2 separate regions of the Mus musculus genome follow, and region 1 is linked to region 2. Evidence: chromatin contacts called from public promoter capture Hi-C data. All regions are on one chromosome and are shown on one strand. The core of a region is the stretch at or near the end of the contact, and the rest is flanking DNA. Distances in the headings are between cores, read along the strand shown.

What was found. Promoter capture Hi-C pulls out the DNA fragments that hold promoters and counts their contacts.
Region 1: a contact with region 2 is called in a promoter capture Hi-C map of liver, with 4 times the contacts expected there. The contact joins the enhancer-like site here to the promoter of 4930595L18Rik in region 2. A contact is called at or near these places in 12 of 39 promoter capture datasets (the 3T3-L1 cell line, HPC-7-derived erythroid cells, cranial neural crest and 6 more).

Annotation. Positions count from the first base shown.
Region 1 is chr6:98,899,543-98,904,171 of GRCm38.p6, forward strand. No RefSeq gene overlaps it. Among named protein-coding and RNA genes, the nearest start is that of Gm38865, 230 kb to the right of the region's middle. Within about 2 kb of position 1,864, at least 56 of the 459 cell types and tissues checked have an H3K27ac peak or open chromatin away from gene starts, as enhancers often do.
Region 2 is chr6:98,549,154-98,554,046 of GRCm38.p6, forward strand. 4930595L18Rik (a long non-coding RNA gene) reads right to left here and starts at 2,951. Exons shown (of 3, transcript XR_869302.2): 1 at 2,800-2,951.

The sequences.
Region 1 (4,629 bases), core at 614-3,113, 350 kb after region 2:
TCTAAATTTCATTTTAAGTGGTTTTATTATAATTGACAAAGCAAATGTAACTGCATACTTACGGTGCATAATTTGACATGGTTTCACAAATGTATGCACACTCATGAGCCATAAACACCCAATATACATCCCCCCCCACAGAAAACTTAGCTTCCACATGTAACTAACCCTCCCTCTCATGTACCCCAGGGTCCTGGTCCCCATGTAACCTCTGGATTATTCTCTCTTGCTATAAATAAGTTTTATTTCATATAACTTTATATTAATAGGGAAACTATGTATTTTCTCTGTATGATTTTCTTGGCTTCATCATTTGGAGATTGGTCATACTGTTGTATCAAGTATAGGACTTGTATCAGTGTCTTCTTCTCTCTATTGTGAAGGGCCATTCCAAGAGGATAGGACAGCTTATTTTCCACAAATACAGTTGCTATGATGGTCTTACACAAGTCTTTGTTCTGATGTATGTCCTTCTTCCTTGAGTTACTACCTAAGAGTGATTGGCTGGATAAATGGAAGATATGGGTGTTTTAATTTCTCACTTAAAAAAAAAAAGAAAGAAAGACTGTTGTAAGCATGTACCAGTTGAACACATAAATAGGGCTCAGTATAAGATTTGCATGTATATTTATATAATACAACCTGATAAGATTTGCCCTCCCTTTCTCCTACACACACACAGACACACACACACACACACACACACACACACACACACACTTCCCAGAATCTAGTGATCACTGTTCTGTTTTCCCATTGACATTTATTAACTTCCACATATGAGAAAGACATAGTTCCTGTCTTTCTCTGTTTCATGAGTTTCTCTTAACACCCAGCTCCATCTGTTTAGTTGCAGAGGGCTGGATATTCCAGTGGGGCAGGGGGTGTGTTGTGCTGGCACACATTCATCTGTTGTTGGGCACCTAGGCAACTACTTTTGGCCACTCTACCCACCAAGCTGATGTGGCACTGCTTGGAGTCTGAACTCAAGAATCCCAACCATAACTTCAGCTTAGACGCCAACCCCAAAGCTGACTGGAAATTCAGGAAGGAACTCTGAGACCCAGCCTACCAGCCTGCTTACTCTCAACCACCAGTCCCCAAAACTGATCGCTGGGATGTCATGCAGGCCAATCAAGGACCCCAGTTAGAAATATCCAAAGCCAGTCCCCCTCCCTATCTTAGTTATCACCTCTACTAGTCTACAAACATGGATATGCAGGTGTCTTAGTTAGGGTTTCTATTCCTGCACAAAACATCATGACAAAAAAAGCAAGTTGGGGAGAAAAGGGTTTATTCAGCTTACACTTCCACACTGCTGTTCATCACCAAAGGAAGTCAGGACTGGAACTCAAGCAGGTCAGGAAGCAGGAGCTGATGCAGGGGCCATGGAGGGATGTTACTTATTGGCTTGCTTCCCCTGGCTTGCTCAGCTTGCTTTCTTATAGAACCTAAGATTACCAGCCGGGGGAATGGCACCACCCACAGTGGGCCCTCTCCGCTTAATCACTAATTGAGAAAATGCCCCACAGCTGGATCTCAGCATTTCTTCACGAGAGGCTCCTTTCTCTGTGATAACTCCAGCTTGTGTCCAGTTGACACACAGACCCAGCCAGTACAGCAGGTAGCTTTTGTTGTACATCATTTGCTTTGGATTGGACCCTGAGTAGCACATCTGAATGATATGACAGGTCAACTTTTAGTTTTCTGAGGACACTCCATGTCGTCCTCTGTACTGTGCTCTGATTTACATCCTCACCAATAGTAAGAATTATTTTCTTCTTACAGTCTTTCGAGTATTGGTTACTCTTCTTTGTGTAGATGATAGTTCTCCCTTCTGACTTGAGTAAGATGGAATCTTGCTGTGGTTTTGATTTTTGCATTGCCCCGATGACTCATAACGCTGAGCATTTTTGCATACCTATCTATGTGGGTCATTTGGATTTCTTTCGGGAAGTGTTGCTCAGATTGTTTGCTCATTTTTTTAAAGACTACATTGTGTTATTTTGTTGTTGATGATAAAGTTTTAGAATTGCTTATGTATTCCAGATATGAATCCTTTGCCAAATGAATACTTGGCAAAAAGTGTCGCCTATCCTGTAGGCTGTCTCTCTCTCTGTTCATTTTTTTTTCTGTGTAGAAATTTGGTGAATTTCTTTTTATTTGTTTGTTTTGGTTTTGCTTTCCATTGTTTGGGGATCCTATCCAGAAAACCATACTATTGTCTGTAAATATGTCTTTGTCTGTCTATTTGGTTCTATTTGATTTAAGATAGGATTTCATGATGTAGCCCTGGGTGGTCTGGATTTCCCTACATAGACCAAGCTGGCCTCAAAGCTCACACGGACCCATCCACTTCTGCCTCTGAGTGCAGGGATCAAAGGCAAGTATGATGACTCCTGCCTAAGCCTTCCTTGTAGCAGTTTTTGGAGTTTCCAATCTAACATGTCAGATCTGGATCCATTTTGAGATGACATTTATATAAGGTAAGAGACAGAGGTCAAGAATTAGATGGTGACATTGGGAAACTGTCTTTTCTTCAATGTTATGTTATTAACACTTTTGTCAAGAACATGTAAATTCATTGTTTGTTTGTTTTTTTCTAGTTTCTATATGTGTCTCCCTATCTATTATTAAACCACTGAGTTCTTGCAGGCCTGCAGTATGTTTTGAAGTCAAGATTATGATACTTCCAGCTCTATGATGTGGGTCAGGGTGGCTTTGGCTATTGGAGAGCTTTTAATGTTTTCCTATTAGAAAAGGAAAGTTGTTTAGAGCTGTTCTTTCTAATACAGTGGAGAATGTTATTGGTACTTTGATGGGCCCACCACTGGGCCTTAGAACCAGAACCGATTGAAGCTGGACCCCAAATTCTACTTAAAGACATCCAGAGTCAGTCCCTCTCCACCTATGCCACCCCCCTTTCCTACCTGTTTACCTTTTGGCCACCACACCAAGCTGATGTGGCACTGCTTGGAGTCTGAACTCAGAGTCCCAACCATAACTTCAGCTTAGATGCCAACCCCAAAGCTGACTGGAAATTCAGGAAGGAACTCTAAGACCCAGCCTACCAGCCTGCCTGACTCTCAATCACCAGTCCCCAAAACTGGTCCCTGGGATGTCATGTGGTCCAAACAAGTCTGGTCTACCCCAGGTAGAAGTATCCAAAGCCAGTCCTCTCCCTACCTGTCTTCACACTTATCAACAACCCAACCTCCCGTGCCGATCTTGGGACCACTTGAAGTGTGAACTCAGAAACACAGTGTGGTCCCAAACCTGAATACTAAGCTTCATCAGTTGGTCCACAACCTGACAGTTTGGGTAGCTGCAAACAAAGACCCGAGCATCACCCAACCAAGAAAAGGCCAGATATCACAGCGAGAAACACCACAAATGTGTCTGGATCCAAGTGCCTACTTCTGATCACAAAAATATAAGCATGAGCAACCAAGACACCATTCCTCCCCCAGAAAGCAGTACCCCAGTGTAATAGTCAATGAGAAGAGAAATTTAGCTGATGTGCAAGATAGGGGCTTCAACATAGCAATTAGAAATAGGTTCCTTGGAGAGCATATGAGAAGTTGGTTCAATGAAGAGCACAAAAATACAAAAAGTTTAATGAAATTATGAAAACAATTCAAATATCTGAAAATAGAATTTAATTTAAAAAATAGGATTGCTAAAGAAAAGCCAAACTAAAGTTAAACTAAACAAAGAACTCAGTCAATCAAACAAAAAGCCCCAGAGGAAAGCCTCACCTACAAATTGGATGAAATAGAAAAAACTATGTTTACCTTTAAAAACATTCTTTTTATTTAGTGTGTATGGGTGTTTTGACTGCATGAACGTCTGTGCACCCCGGGCATGCACTGCCCTTGGAGGCCAGATGATGGTTTCAGATCTTCTGGAACTGGAATTACAGACAATTCAGAGCTGATATGTGGGTTGAGACTTGAGCCCAGATCCTCTAGACAGAGCCATCTCTCCAGATCTATGCGTGCCTTGAAGCAGCCATGTTTCCTTCAGTCAATGAACGTGAGGCTGCTTCTCACCAGTTTCCTCTTTAGCTTGTCTTATCATCATTTTGTAATTTTATTTGCTGGGTTTACATCCTCAGTTAAGTTTATTCCTCACTGTTTCATATTTTGTTGCTGTATTGGGGTTCTCAGAATAACAGCACTTATAGAATGAATCTCTCTGTCATCTGTCTATCTGTCTGTCTGTCTGTATATCTATCTATCTATCTTTTTTTTAAAGACAGTTTATTATAAATTTGGACTCCTACAGTTCTGGTGTGATGCTTTGACATTTACAGTATTTCTTACTATTTTACCTTCACTTCAAACTTGCTAGTTGTTGTTGTTTTAATGCAGCACCCTCACTCCCAGGAGACATAAGGCTGAAGAACGTGGCTTTCTAGCATCTTTCTATGTATCTTCCCCTTTAGTGATCTGAGCAACATAAGGTGCCCCAAATAGGAATAGGGTCTACACACTGTACCTATCTGTATGATGTATAGCTAAATAGAGATAGATAGACAATAGATGATAGATAGATAGATAGATAGATAGATAGATAAGGGAGTTTATTAGAATGATTTACAGGCAAATGTCTAGCTAATTCAACAAT
Region 2 (4,893 bases), core at 1,701-4,200:
TGAGGAATGAAACTGGATGATGACTGTAAACACACACACACACACACACATACACACACACACACACACACACACACACACACACCTGCATTTCAAACATTGAAAAGAAATCTTACAGAAAAACCCAAACAAATGGTCATCTCCTAGTACAGAAAGTGACATTATACAAAAACACTTTAGCAGTGGGACCCTTTTTGTTTCATGGTTAGAAAAATGAATAGCCCGTGTGTACAAGACAGAGAAAGTATGTCCCTTTTGTCCCCAAAGCCTTGCTGTTTTACCTCTTGAGCAAAAGGCTCCTACAAAGTCACTTTGACCTTCCTGCTCCTCAGAAGGGGCCCTGGTTGCAGGAAAGCTGCCTTCAAGGCCCTGGTGGCTTCTTGGCCATCTCCCTCCCTCACATGAAGGAAGGAAGGAGCCTGAGTATTTCAGGGACTTTGTGCAGCACGCCCTCAGGTGGGGCAGCTCCAGCCTTTGAGAGCAAGATGAAAAGACCTATCAGCAGGAAGAATTTGGGTTCTACTGAGGGAAAATGCCCTGATAAAAGAATTATAAGACCCTGGTGCATATTACCAAGGGAGTCTGTAGAATCCCATTATCTGGTGATTTTAATGAATAAAACGCAACGATTTTTGTAGGATAATTGGTGTGAAATGCTGCCCAGACGCCGAGGGATGACTGAATCCACCTTCACACATCCTTTCAGGCCCCTCAGTTCTGTGATGTGTGCATTATATTATTTAGCAGAAATAATAAACTAAATATGCTTTTTAAAAAATGCATGGCATTAACCACCTTTGTGTGTTAATGTGGTACCTACCAATTACATGCATTAAGGTAAAAAGCTAAAATATACAAATTAAGTTATGAACATAGCGCTACGTTTAACAGATTAACTGAAAACCTGCAAAGGTTTCAAGAGTATATTAAATGTATAAAAGCCTTTTCCTTGATCTTCAACTTGGAGGTTATTTTTCCCCCAATAGTGTGTGGTCTTAGAGCCCAGAGTGTGTTCTGAGAACAGCAAAAGAAAGTTAATATATACTAGGGGGAAAAAAAAACAACAAAGAATGATCTCTAGGGTATGTGCTTCAGGAAGAACAATCAGAGTTAATCTACATGGTAATCTGGGCCATAGGTCAACAGACTTTATTTGTACAGGGATAAGCAGTAAATATTTTAGGCTTCATTGAACATAAGGTCTATGTCTCCTGTTTTCAACTCTGCCATTGCCTCATAGTACCTAGGAAATATAAATGGCTATGTTCTGATAAAGATTTACTTATCACAACAGGCATCAAGTCGGGTTTGATTTAGTCATCAAAGCTTGGATCCTTTCACCTAGTGACACACATTATTTCTACCATTTGTGGAAGGTGAAACTAAGACATGCAAAGGTTGTTTTACTAACTGAAGGTCTCACAGGTAAGTGGATGATAGTTGGTTCAAGGAAAATTTAAATTTATTCAAGCATGTATCAATGAGACGGGGGAGCTGGAAAATGAACATTTAATTCTTTGTTTTCTATTGGTCATGAAGAATTCCTACCTGAACAGGTTTGAGACTTAACTCACACTCACTTTCATTGATGAGTCTCTATTCTGATTGTAGTCCTTCTGAGTGTGTCACATTCCCTGTGACCCTGCTCTTGGTAGCAGCTAATTGGACAAAGGATGGGAACTTGGTCTATCTGTGCCATTACCAAAAATTTATGACTTGTGGTCTGGTGTGACTTGAAACATATAGTCAGTGGATTCCTTTCTTGGGAACATGATCTTTGAGGAACATGGAAAATTCTCGTTGGAAAGATTGAAAGCGGGAAGGCTATGTGTGTTGGCAGCTCTGTGTGTGTGTGTGTGTGTGTGTGTGTGTGTGTGTGTGTGTGTGTGTGTGTTAGAACCAAATGCTGTAAAGGCATGAGGACGTGAGTTTGCATCTTTAGTACACATATCCAAAGTCAGACGTGGCTATGTATGTCTGCAACCTCAGCATGTTGAAAGGAGTGGGTGTAGTGAGACAGATTTCACCAGACAGACAGCCTAGACAAAACAATAGGCTTCTGTTTCAGTGAGAGACCCTGTCTCAAGTCAGCCAAGCAGAGAGTGGTAAAGTAAAATACTTCATGTCCCCCACTGGCCTCCTCCTGTGGATGTATATTATATATACAAGCACATACATCCACATAATTGTTTACATACAACACAAGTACACACGCACACACATATACACATGCACACACGGAGAGAAGGTGAACGGAAGGAAAGAGGAACCATGTAAGTAGAATTGGATGCATTGCTAAAATTTCAGTTTTCTAGTCCTTGACCCGACTGTATACCTGCTTTGACCTATGCATATATGCGCAGCATCTCTAAATTAGCTCCATCCTTTTAAAAATTATACCCTGAGTGAGATTCTGGGCCTTAAACACAATTTATCTTGATAGGCTACTGAAGTTACACTTATTTGTGGTTATCTACCTATTTAAAGGCACACTTGATTTCTGACTTTATATTTGTTTCTGAGACAAAACAGGGGTAATTCTAAAGCAGGGATTCCCCATTGATTTACTCTTGGGCTCTGTCTAGCCTCTCTTCCCAACCCACTTCCTTAACAGGATTTTCTAGTTCAGTCTTGCAAACTATATTTTCTACTTACTGTCTTCACTTTCATCCCAGGCTTACAGAAACATTTAGTGCACCTGCTACTCTCCCATTCACTAAATTAAGATGTAAATGTGCTCTGGCTAATTAACATAAATGTGTCGCTTATGATGTACCAAGCCTGGTCTGCTCAGCCCACCTGGATTCAAGGCAGCCATGGTGTGTGGGTGCTGAGGCTCAGTCCGTTTTCCTTTCTCTGAAGTTATGGGTGGGGGGCAGGGTAAGCAAGGCAGTAACAGACGCAGCCCAGAACTGTGGGTAGGCTGATGTCCTAGATACACCCTTCCAGAGAAAGGCAGTTGGATTTGTCAAAGAATCCCCAGTGCCTCATGGGTAAATTCCTACATCATTCTCATGCAGCTTCAGACGACCCCCAAAGAACAGAGCAGATCTTCCCATAAGAGCACGACACTGGTGTCTGGTCTCTTTCCTGTCTCATTTCCCATCATTCTTTTTCAGCTTCCAGTGTTACCCCCAAATCAAGTATCCTTATGATACGGCGTCTTGATATTTTAATAGAGTGTTTAATAGGACCACTCTCGGAGCAGTTCCTGCACATTTCCTTATTTTAAAGTTGAGGAAAGTAAGGCCCAGTACCATGAAGTCATGCTTCCAAATCTATGATTCCTAACAGAGATAAAATTAGAATAAAATCCAATGGTTTTTTCATTACAAGGGTCTCAGCTTAGAGCTTTCAAAGCTAAATATAATATTTGACTTTTTCCTCTTTCAAGTATTTTTTTTCAAATGTTATCTATAAAGCCACAGGTTCTGATATGCTTCCGTGCAAGCACCATGTTGGCTTGGGATCATGTGGCACGAGGCTATTGTTACCGTCCCAGAATAGTGTCTGGTGTTTTCAGGGACACAAATGGAGCTTTAATCTGTGATGTTCTTCTACTCGACATATTGTACAGGGCACGAGGCTGAACTCCCGTCGATCCTACCCCATGAGCTTCAGATGACTGTACACCCTACAGGATCCCTCTTCATACATGGAAGCTGTACAATTAGGCACATTAATACCCAAGCTCTCCAAGAGCCTCCCTGCGTCAGATCAATCCAAGCCTTAGCACGGCAGCCAGAAGCATTTTCTTGGAGGCTTCTCCTTGACTGTCACTTATTTTCTCACCAACTGCTGGCCCCACTTCTCTGCCCTGGATCCAACCCCATTATCAGAGACGCCAGGGAAGGCTCTGCAATGAGGTTGTCTGTAAATGAACAACAGAGAGCGGGAAGAGGATACTGTCACACCCAACAGTGTCTGTTAAGTTCTGACACCCAGAGAACTCAGTGCTCTGTGGGGTGTTGTAGCAGCTCAGGAGACACAAGAGACTTCACAGCAGAGAGGTCTCCTGGACTAGCATGTGGAAATTGCATGGTTGTGCTTCCTAGACAGCACGTAAAGATGCTATCGGGCTCATCTGTGTGTGTATGTTCTTGTGTATCATGCGTGTGACACCTTGAGTTTGATAGCAGGTATTATTCTTCGTTCAGACATTCTTTATACTATTTTGTGAGACAAGGTCTCTCACTGAATCTGAGCAAGCTACACTGGCTGGCTAGCAGGTCCCAGGGATCTTCCTGTCTGCCTTGCAGTGCCACCATCCCAGATGTATTCCACTGCTCTCAACAGTTACACAGCTGTTGAAGAGGGAACTCTGGAGCCCTCATGCTCAAATGACAAGCACTTTCCTGCACGTCTCCCCCACACAGGCTCACTTCTTGGGGTGTTTAAAGATGAATTAGGCTCTGGAGAAGGAAAATGGAAGAATGCAGATGCCAACCAGGGAATTCACACATGCACTTTTGTCAACGGTGACCTTTTAGGACTGCCATGGAACTTAATGTTGTTAAACAATCAGTCCTTGTTTTGCTAAAATGTGAGTTGTGAGGCTGATGCCTGGAGCACATTAGTTTATTCTTGGAACACCCCCAGAAGAATCTGACTGTTGTCAACCATCTTACTAGACTCTTCATCAATCCTGGTTTCTCCATGTGGCAATTGATCAAGCAGAGGTGAATCCCATGGGTTTTGTTCCCATTCAATAATACAACCCATTAAATGCATTTCTTAAGTTGCCCTAATAGCTTGGCTTGCTAATGTCCCTTGTCTACAAATATGGGCATTCCTATATGCTACTTCCTGCCTGCAAAACTTAACTTTCTGAATTTTTTTTTCCTAGTCTAGCAATTTCTTCATTTAATTCTTGCCTTAGTTTGTATTTCCCCA